2 separate regions of the Macaca mulatta genome follow, and region 2 is linked to region 1. Evidence: chromatin contacts called from public Hi-C data. All regions are on one chromosome and are shown on one strand. Each heading gives the region's core, a stretch centred on a gene start, on an enhancer-like site or on the middle of the called end of the contact. The rest is flanking DNA. Distances are from core to core; before and after follow the strand shown. Region 1 holds the start of NFYB (nuclear transcription factor Y subunit beta). Region 2 holds the start of TXNRD1 (thioredoxin reductase 1).

What was found. Hi-C and Micro-C count contacts between places; a contact is called where the count stands out from the background.
Region 2: a Hi-C map of fetal cortex germinal zone shows a contact between it and region 1, with 2.6 times the contacts expected there. The contact joins the promoter of TXNRD1 here to the promoter of NFYB in region 1. A contact is called at or near these places in 3 of 14 Hi-C or Micro-C datasets (cortical neurons, fetal cortex germinal zone and fetal cortical plate).

What each region holds. Positions count from the first base shown.
Region 1 is chr11:111,361,517-111,366,029 of T2T-MMU8v2.0, forward strand. It overlaps NFYB (nuclear transcription factor Y subunit beta), which reads right to left and starts at 2,748. Exons shown (of 8, transcript NM_001257720.1): 1 at 2,649-2,748; 2 at 1-38.
Region 2 is chr11:111,515,141-111,519,868 of T2T-MMU8v2.0, forward strand. TXNRD1 (thioredoxin reductase 1) reads left to right here and starts at 1,517. Exons shown (of 15, transcript NM_001351765.2): 1 at 1,517-1,669; 2 at 3,459-3,568.

The DNA.
Region 1 (4,513 bases), core at 1,498-3,997:
ACCTGTCTAAAAAGGTGTTTAATCTTTGTGATTTCAACCTAAAAGATAAACATCTATTAGGACCTAACATCTATCAGTAGTAAAAAATATATCAAATGTATCACTTACAGGCTTTTTTTCTCATAAAATTAAAGAGGGCATGTACAATTTTGACTACGATTCATAATCCATGGAGTGCATGGTATAAAATAGTATAAAAAGGCATCATCCAATAAATGTTTGTTGACTTGAAAGATTTATTTTGGAGAACTTACAAACAAGTTAATTCCATGGGGAAAGGAGAAAATGGATTTTCCAACATAACCCTGAATTTAGCCATATTCATCATAAACATTCATTACAATACACCAAATAGGGACCAAATTATATAATATGCAAGACGCCAAAAATTACACATCTAAATCACTTAAAACATTAACACCCAAGACGCAAATACACCCCTTATCAACTTAATTTTTTGGTGGCGGTTTTCTTACATGTTTCAGAGTAACATTTAGGCATTCTATCGCTGAAGAGGAGGAAAAAATTATCTGAGAATATAATGCTTTCCAATTAAGAATCTCAGATTATACTGTAATGAAGATACATTCTGCACTGGGAGTATATCAAAAAAGCAACACAATCAAGACCCTTATTTATAATTTTGAAGCACCACCATTTTTGACTAAAATTGCATCGAAATAGCACTTCAGTCTCACTGTAAGGCATAAATAGCTGAACAAATTAGTATCAATTGCAGTGTTACAAGTTTCATTTCTCATTTGTTCCCTTCTCTTTTTCAAAGGAAACAATTAAATGGGTGAGGGGTAGGATGCCAAAACAAAAACACATCCTTTCAGTGTTAATTTTAAAGGGAGAAGACATACTGATATGCATCCAAGCATGAAATCTAGCAAACAGCAGAAAAAATTGTAGCCACTGAATTGAATGTTTTTAATGCCACTAAAAGGGTCCAGGTAGCAAAGACTGCTTGACATTTGCTATAATATTAAAAGTAACTTATAATTTATTTTCAAATATTAATAGTATCCTCTAACCCCAAAACTGCTCAGAAAAGTCCTTCCTTGTAACGAGAAATGTTATTTTTTTAAAGGGTGTCTTTGAAAAAATAAGCCCTCAGAACACTTAAAATATGGGAGCTATATTTATGTATTTTGCTTGGAATGGGGGAGGGGGGTATGGACAGGGGAGTCACACCACACTCCCTCACCCAAAGAGTTGATTCAGTATATATTTAGATTCAGTACATTAAAGAAAAACACGGCCACCTCATATGGTATATATTTTCTTAAGGGCAGGTTGATATATGTAAAAGCTCAAGGGAATGCATACATCTGTTTAATGTTTGAAGAAATGCAAATTTGTATCCAAGAAAAGCAGTAGTCCCTTCCTCCACCCTCCATTCTTTGGCATCAACAACCAGAGTTTTGCATCAATATACAGTAATCCTTAAATTAAGATACAAGAGCAGCGCAGGGAAGGAATAATTTGCCTTTTAAGGAATTTTGGTTAAACTTTCAATACTTTACAAATAAAACCCCCACTGATTAGTGCCACTGATATTGATCCGTTTGCTTTCATCACTTTATGTTGCTGATTAGTTTCCATACTAAGAGAGATGAAACCACCCCAGTGATTTGTGGCACGAACCACGGAACTATGGGGTCCATGCGGGTTAGTGGGATGCCATTTTTTTTTAAAGGTCGCAGGCTACCTAACCTTAAATTATCCCGTTAGAGTGCTTTGAGCGAGATTATGATTTGTGGGTGCTCTGTAATTCTTTGTTCTCTAAGACTACCGTTCCTTAAGGCCCTGCATATCCTCCCGCCTCCCACCACTAATGATTAAAACCTTAGTCCAATCCGAAGGGCTTCCTTCCCACCTTCGGGGCAAGTCCTGGGACCGCAAGCCGCCAGATGGCTGCATTCTTTACGCGCAAACCAGACTGCGGGGAAGCCAAAGCCATGCCTTCCTCCCCACGCAGGTGCCTGGGTGGCCCCAGCCTCACGGCCCGGTCCGGGCGACCTGTCAGCCCTGCGAGTGCCGGGAGGCCGCCCCCAGAGCGCATCCCCTGACTCGCCCGGCCGCCCCGGCCCCCGCGCCCAACGCCTGCCTCCCGCCCGCCGCGCGGCCCTCGGGATGTGCGGGGAGACAAAGCGCCGGGCCCCACCACAGCCCCGCGGGCGGGAGGGGGGCGCCCCCGGGGGCCCGCGCCGCGGCCGGGGCTACGGGGCCAGGGCCCGCGCCGCGTCTCCCGCCCCTCCGCCGGCTCCCCGCACAAAATGGAGCCGGCCCGGGAAGCCGTCGAGAGCGGGGCCCCGACGCAGCCCCGCGGCCCCTCCTCGGCCTCGGGCCCGGAGCTCAACGGCGGCGAGCGGGAGGCGGCCTGGCCCGCGTCCCGCCGCTCCTCAGCCCGGCGCACAAAGAGCCGCGCCGCGGCCCCGCGCCCGCTCCCCGGCCCGGCCCGCTGCGGGAGCGGCCTCGCAGGCGCGGGCCCCGGCCCCGGCCCGCGCGGGAGGGCGGGAGGCGAGTGCCCCCGGCCGCGGCGGCGTTGGCGGCGGGGACGGCGCCGGGAGGAGACGGACATTTCATTCGAGCTAAAGTGGAGTCGGTTTAGGAGCGATCATTGGCCGAAGCGAGACACAAACCTCCAATGCAGCCCTGGTTGGCTCCCGTCTCCAATCGGCTGTTTGGTTGGACAGAAAATGGCTGCGAAGGAACCAGTCCCAGCGCGGAGCTCCGCTTCCAGGACTCGGCCTCCCCTCCCTCCGCCGCGGGCCGCTTCCCTCGGCGCGACACCCTCCCTCCGCGCCGCCCGCGCGCCCGCCCGCCGCGGCTCCGCCCCGCCCCGCCCCCGGCCCCGCCCCGCGCTCCTATGAGGCCGCCGCGCAGCTCCGGATCCCGCTCCTTTTGGCGCGAGGTCTTCTAGGGCCCGGCCCGGGCGCGCCGTTCGGGTCTAGGCGGGCCTTCTTCCCTGTGCTGACCCGGGCCTGTGCCAAGCGGGATCTCTCGGGCCTCCCTCTCCTTGTCACCCCTTCCCCTGCCACGTGAAGGTGTCTCAGCCGCCTGAGCTCAGCCTGCCTGCGCCTGGATTTTTAAGAAGGGGAAACCAGGGACAGAAGCCGCCCCCTAGGACGACGCGCCCGGGCCACGGGGAGAGTCTGAACGGCGGAGACCTCTTGGAGCGCCTTCAGCGCCTCGTGTTTTCTTTCCTTGGGTCCCTGTTACCGTCGCTGCAGGCACAGCGCTCCCTGTCATTTGGTCCCTGAGCTTGGGTGTTTTTCACATCTCATCTAAAGATGCAGACCCCTGCTAAGTCTAGCCAGCCTTCACCCTGAATCTTGAACTTAAGATGCTGCATTTTCCACCCACCCCCGCCCCTCTAGTAGCTGCAAATTGTCAAGCGGCTTTTCCCAACCAGATGACATTTTGGCTGCAAGAATCCGTGGCCCGTTCTTGCCTCTGTGCAGCCAAGCTCCTTCGCTTTCTCTGACTGCAGTCCCGGGTCCAGCTTCGCTCAGCAGTGACCATCCCAGAGGTGGGTAATCCAACACCACTCACTGCAACTGGATCTGGGGATGGCGTGCCCTCTGCCTCCACTAACCGAGTGGCCTGCGCCACATGAAACTCTCTAGCTTTGATTATGTAAAAATACAGAGAGATCTTTTATTTATAGAGTTCCCACTGTTTCTCAGAGTATTTAAACATTTCTGGGGCAAGTATGGAAGAAAGGACAAATGAAAGCCCCAAATTGTGAAAAGAGGAGTAAGTAGCAATGCCACTGTCATCAGACAACCTGACTTGAATTCCAGCTCCCCTTCTTACTGGCTTGTGATCTTGCCCAAATGTCTGCTTCTCAGGGTCATTTGGGATAATGTATACATAGAAAGCCCTTAAAAAAAAAAAAAAAGTTATCCCAGCACTTTGGGAGGTCGAGGCGGGCAGATCACCTGAGGTCAGGAGTTCAAGACCAGCCTGACCAACATGGCAAAACCCCGTCTCTACTAAAAATACAAAAATTAGCCGGGCGTCGTGATGGGCACCTGTAATCCTAACTACTCAGGAGGCTGAGGCAGGAGAATCGCTGGAATCCGGGAGGCCAAGGTTTCAGTGAGCCGAGATGGCGCTCCAGCCTAGGTGACAGAGCAAGACTCCGTCTCAAAAAAAAAAAAAAAAAAAAAAAAAAAAGTTGGCCGGGCGCGGTGGCTCAAGCCTGTAATCCCAGCACTTTGGGAGGCCAAGACGGGCGGATCACGAGGTCAGGAGATCGAGACCATCCTGGCGAACACGGTGAAACCCCGTCTCTACTAAAAAATACAAAAAAACTAGCGGGGCGAGGTGGCAGGCGCCTGTAGTCCCAGCTACTCGGGAGGCTGAGGCAGGAGAATGGCGTGAACCCGGGAGGCGGAGCTTGCAGTGAGCTGAGATCCGGCCACTACACTCCAGCCTGGGCGACAGAGCCAGACTCCATCTCAAAAAAAAAAAAAAAAAATGTTATCCTAAGATCTTTATA
Region 2 (4,728 bases), core at 267-2,766, 150 kb after region 1:
CACTTAGGAACAATGTGAAGTTAAAATGCCTTATCTAGCCTGTTTTGGAATGCTGGTAGAAAATATTAACTATAATCACTCTGAGGTGTCTATACAAGATGCTTTTAATGGCAAGGCTCTTCATATCAGTCCTTATTACTTGCTTTTAGTACATTATTTCAAATTAAATGATCCTTCTGTGTCCTAAGTCATGCTTTTGAAATAAGGTGTATTTTCGATATATTTCTAAGAAAGAGAAATTTATGACCTTAGTTCATGGGTCATTGTGTAGACTAAATGAGATAAAGGCATATACAATGATTAATACAGAACTTGGCTTGGGAGCCAGGAGTAAATGTTTTGTGTTCTCCCTTAGACCCAGTCTTTTCATGTTTTTCCTTCTTTCCTCCATAGATCACATTGTTTCCTGAACACCCATGTACTAGATCCATTCTCTGTTCTATGGACTCCAGAATCAGGTCAAACACTCATGTCAATAATCACCTTACAGGGGAAGTGTCATGTTAGTGTGTGTAGTGTGTGTGTGTGCCCCTTTAGAGGGCGAGGAAGCTAAACCAAGCCTCTGAGTTTCACCTTGGAAGGACCTGGCAGGACCTGGCAGTGGTTGCCTGTTTGTTTAGAGGGAATGTGGCTTCTGCTAGCCGTTAGGAGCCTGCAACGCTCTCACCTGAGAGTGCTTCAATCTGGCATTATCCAAAGAAGTGGGAAAGACGTTCATTCATTCATTCATTCATTCATTCATTCATTCATTCAGTCAGTTATTATGTATTTATTCAGCAAATATGCATACCCTGCTAGTGCGTGGTGCTGAGTAAGAACATGACTAAGAGAAGGGGAGCATGAGAGAGAATGGCTCACCTTAGTAGCAGCAGGTGGCTGGGTGCGGCTGGAGTTAAAAGACATTCAGTTTTTCTTAAAACAATAAAAACTAAACTCAGAGTCTGGTAAGGAAGAGGTGCTCTCAGGGGAAGTTGGGTGTGTTCCTGAGAATTTGTCATTTCTTTTCAGGATTAGTCAGGGTGAACTCCACGTTTCTTTTCAAAAGCCTAATAACTTCCTTTAGGGGATTACCAAACTGACTAATCCATGACCTTAGGGCAGTGGGTCCCAAACTTTGCTGCCAACTCAAATCACCTTTGGAGTTTTTTTTTTTTTTTTTAAACGCAGAGGCCCAGGTCACACTCCACACCAATGACATCAGAATGTCTAGGGGTGGGAGCCAGGCACTAGGATTCTAAAGACCCTAACGCGATGACAACAGCTAGCAAAGTTCTGGAGCTACTGCCTTAGGGCATAGTCTAGTTTCTTCACTAAAAACACACTTATTCCAAATTTGGTTCCAGAATTGCCTTAAATTGTTTTTTTGCTCTGTTCTTAGGTTGGGGGCGGCTATGAGCAGGCAGAGGATGTGGTGTCACCCAATTAGGAGCTCTCAGCTTGCTAAGCCAATTAGCATAGGCTGCCAGGGCTGCACGAGGAGTGGATTTCTGCTTTGTCATTCTGACTCTGGCAGTTAGCCCGCCCGCTCGGCGCAGGGCGTGGCTTCTCGTAGCCATTAGGAAACAGCAACCCTTTCACCTCAGTTTCCTTCGGTGCAGCATTTGCGGCGAAGCGAAAGGTGGTCGAGTCCTGAAGGAGTGCCTGATGTCTTCATCATTCTCAAATTCTTGTAAGCTCTGCGTCGGGTGAAACCAGACAAAGCCGCAAGCCCAGGGATGGGAGCACGCGGGGGACGGCCTGCCGGCGGGGACTACAGCATTGCGCCTGTGGGGAGCGGTGTGCGTCTCGGGGAAGGGGAGATATTTTAAGGCGTGTCTGAGCAGACGGGGAGGCTTTTCCAAACCCAGGCAGCTTCGTGGCGTGTGTGGTTTCGACCCGGTCACACAAAGCGTCAGCATGTGGTAGGTGAGACCGGCACCTGTAGGCTGGCGGTTTCCTTCCTCTTGCTCTTTGTAGAGACAATTTGCAGAACAGCGGAGAAAATGGGTATTGTATCGTTTCTTACAGAGCCTGAGTCTTGAAATGTAGATGACAATGTGTTGAGTGGACCGACAGATCCTTGACAGCATTAAGAAAGTATAACTATGTAAGAATACTTCTCCAGGAATTTTCACACCATTTAATCAGAAATCCTGAGACGCTGTCAAAACACATGGGGTCTCCATGTTTTTACAAGTGGGGAAAGCAAGGCTCGGAAAGATCAAGTGGCGTGCCCAGCTGGACACAGACTATTAAATGGGGCGGCGACGACGACCCCAGGGCTTCCTCACTCTCTCGGGCAGTACAGGATAGTGATTAAGACCGTCAACCACATTGCCTGGGTTTGAATCCTGCCTCTGCTGTTGAGTAGCTCCTTGAGCTTGGACAAGTTTCTTAGCTTTTCTGTACCTGTTTCCCTGTCTATAAGTTGGGCCTGGTAATACCTACTTGTAGACTGGTTGTGAAGTTGAAATGAAATGTTAATATATGTGAAGCAGTATAGATATATTAGCTACCATTATTACCATTAAGCAGCTCTCCTTTTTTTTTTTTTTTTTTGGAGACGGAGTCTCATTCTGTTGCCCAGGCTGGAGTGCAGTGACACAGTCTTGGCTCACTGCAACCTCCGCCCCCCGGGTTCAAGCGATTCTCCTGCCTCAGCCTCCCGAGTAGCTGGGATTACAGGCACCTGCCACCGCGCCCGGCTAATTTTTGTATTTTTGGTAGAGACAGGGTTTCACCATCTTGGCCAGGCTGGTCTTGAACTCCTGACCTCATGATCCACCCGCCTCGGCCTCCCAAATAAGCAGCTATACTTTGGAATGTTGGTGTGATTTATGTCTCATGAATAGGCCTCATGTCAGTGTAACTGTGGAATCTCTATGCTCCACTGAGTTCATCCCTTTGTGAAATTTTACCGTTAGTGCCTAGTTTCATCTGTAGTGTCATGTATAGTTCAGGATTCTTTTTAATAAAGCAGCAGATAGGCAGAGTGTTCTTTATTTTGCTCCACGGTTTCAAATGTCAAGGAAACATTGGAAGTTGGATTTTGGCATTCAGAATAGATGTAGAGTTCAAAGCAAGATCAAATTGGGAGGTGTTTTGTTAAAGTTGAGATAAATGGGTATTAAGCTTCTTTTTTGAAGCTTTTCTGAATTCGGGATTTACCGGGAAAGTAGGACGTTTAATTTTAGCAGAGCAGTGCAATGATTTAACTCTGACTAGAACTCTGACGTTTATAGCTAACCTTGAGGCCCTGTTTTCAGCCAGTTTGCGGATTTGCCGGGGTCAGACTCCAAGCTTAAGTGTGAGTTTTAGCCTTTGTCAGAAATGCAGCAAGTCATGCTAACTTGCAAGGGAGTCACCCGAGGGCACGCGGTGCCTGCAGGGCCGGGACGGAAGCCCCGCCTCCGGCGCAGTTCCCGCCTGGCCGCGGGGAAGAAGCACCTTACACGCCCCGCTCTGCTTTTGTGCCACAGAGTACGGTCGGGCCCTGGAAGGAACGCTCTCGGAATTGGCCGCGGAAACCGATCTGCCCGTTGTGTTTGTGAAACAGAGAAAGATAGGCGGCCATGGTCCAACCTTGAAGGTAGGAGAGAGTAACGTGTCTTTTTAAATGGGGGATGAGCTCGTTGAGTCCAGCGTGGTCACAGCCTGCCTTTAAAGCCGGCGTGGATGTGACCCTCCATACGGGACGCAGCGCTGGGAAATGACGAAAAAACGCTTGTGGGCTAGCGCATGTGTTAATCGAAGCTGATAAGACGTTGGACAAATTTCACATCCCGGGAAACTTGAAATTTCTAACGATTTTCATCTTTTAAAATAGCTTTTTAAAGATGTCCTTTTTCTCCTATTTCCCCTTCCTCTTTCCCTCCCAGTTGTAAATAAATTCCCCCCCACCCCCGACGGAGTCTCACTCTGTCGCCCAAACTGAAGTGCAGTGGCCCGATCTCGGCTCACTGCAAGCTCCACCTCCCGGATTCACGCCATTCTCCTGCCTCAGCCTCCCGAGTAGCTGGGACTACTGGCGCCCACCATCACGCCCGGCTAATTTTTTTTGTAATTTTAGTGGAGACGGGGTTTCACTGTGTTAGCCAGGATGGTCTCGATCTCCTGACCTCGTGATCCGCCCGCCTCGGCCTCCCAAAGTGCTGAGATCACAGGCGTGAGCCACCGCGCCCGGCCCTAAATAAAATTTTTTAGCAGCAATGTAATCTGCTAAATGTTGGTTGTTTAGGGAAGTCCTGAGAAAAGGGGATCAGGAAATGCTTATCTTTCTCATCAAGGTGGCCCTGTAATCTTCCTCTTAATTCTCTCAGGGGTAGGGGACCGGAAAACCCCAGGCTCTGGAGGAAGCAACCAGGAAGCTCTTGGGGTGACTTCGTTTTCCTTCAGGTGTGTGTTTTTTAGCCCAGAGTTAACCGCTGGGTGAAGGGAAAGGAAGAAGTCTTCCCTTTGACTGGTAGCAAACAGTAGAAATCATTCCTTAGACCTATGAGAGCCTATAGAAATCCTTCCTTAGACCTATGCCACTGAGGAGTTACAGCCACTGAGGGATTTATAACTTACAGTGTTGGAAAAATGCTTGGAGGCTGGGTGCATTTTGTTTTTTCTTTTTTTAAATCTCACCTGTGGTAGATTACCAGGTTAGAAAACCTCCCGTAATCCCATCACCATGATCTATGTGATTTTTGTCCTTATTCATTTATATCTCTGTAATTTTTAAGAAACGAAAACATTGCCTTCTTA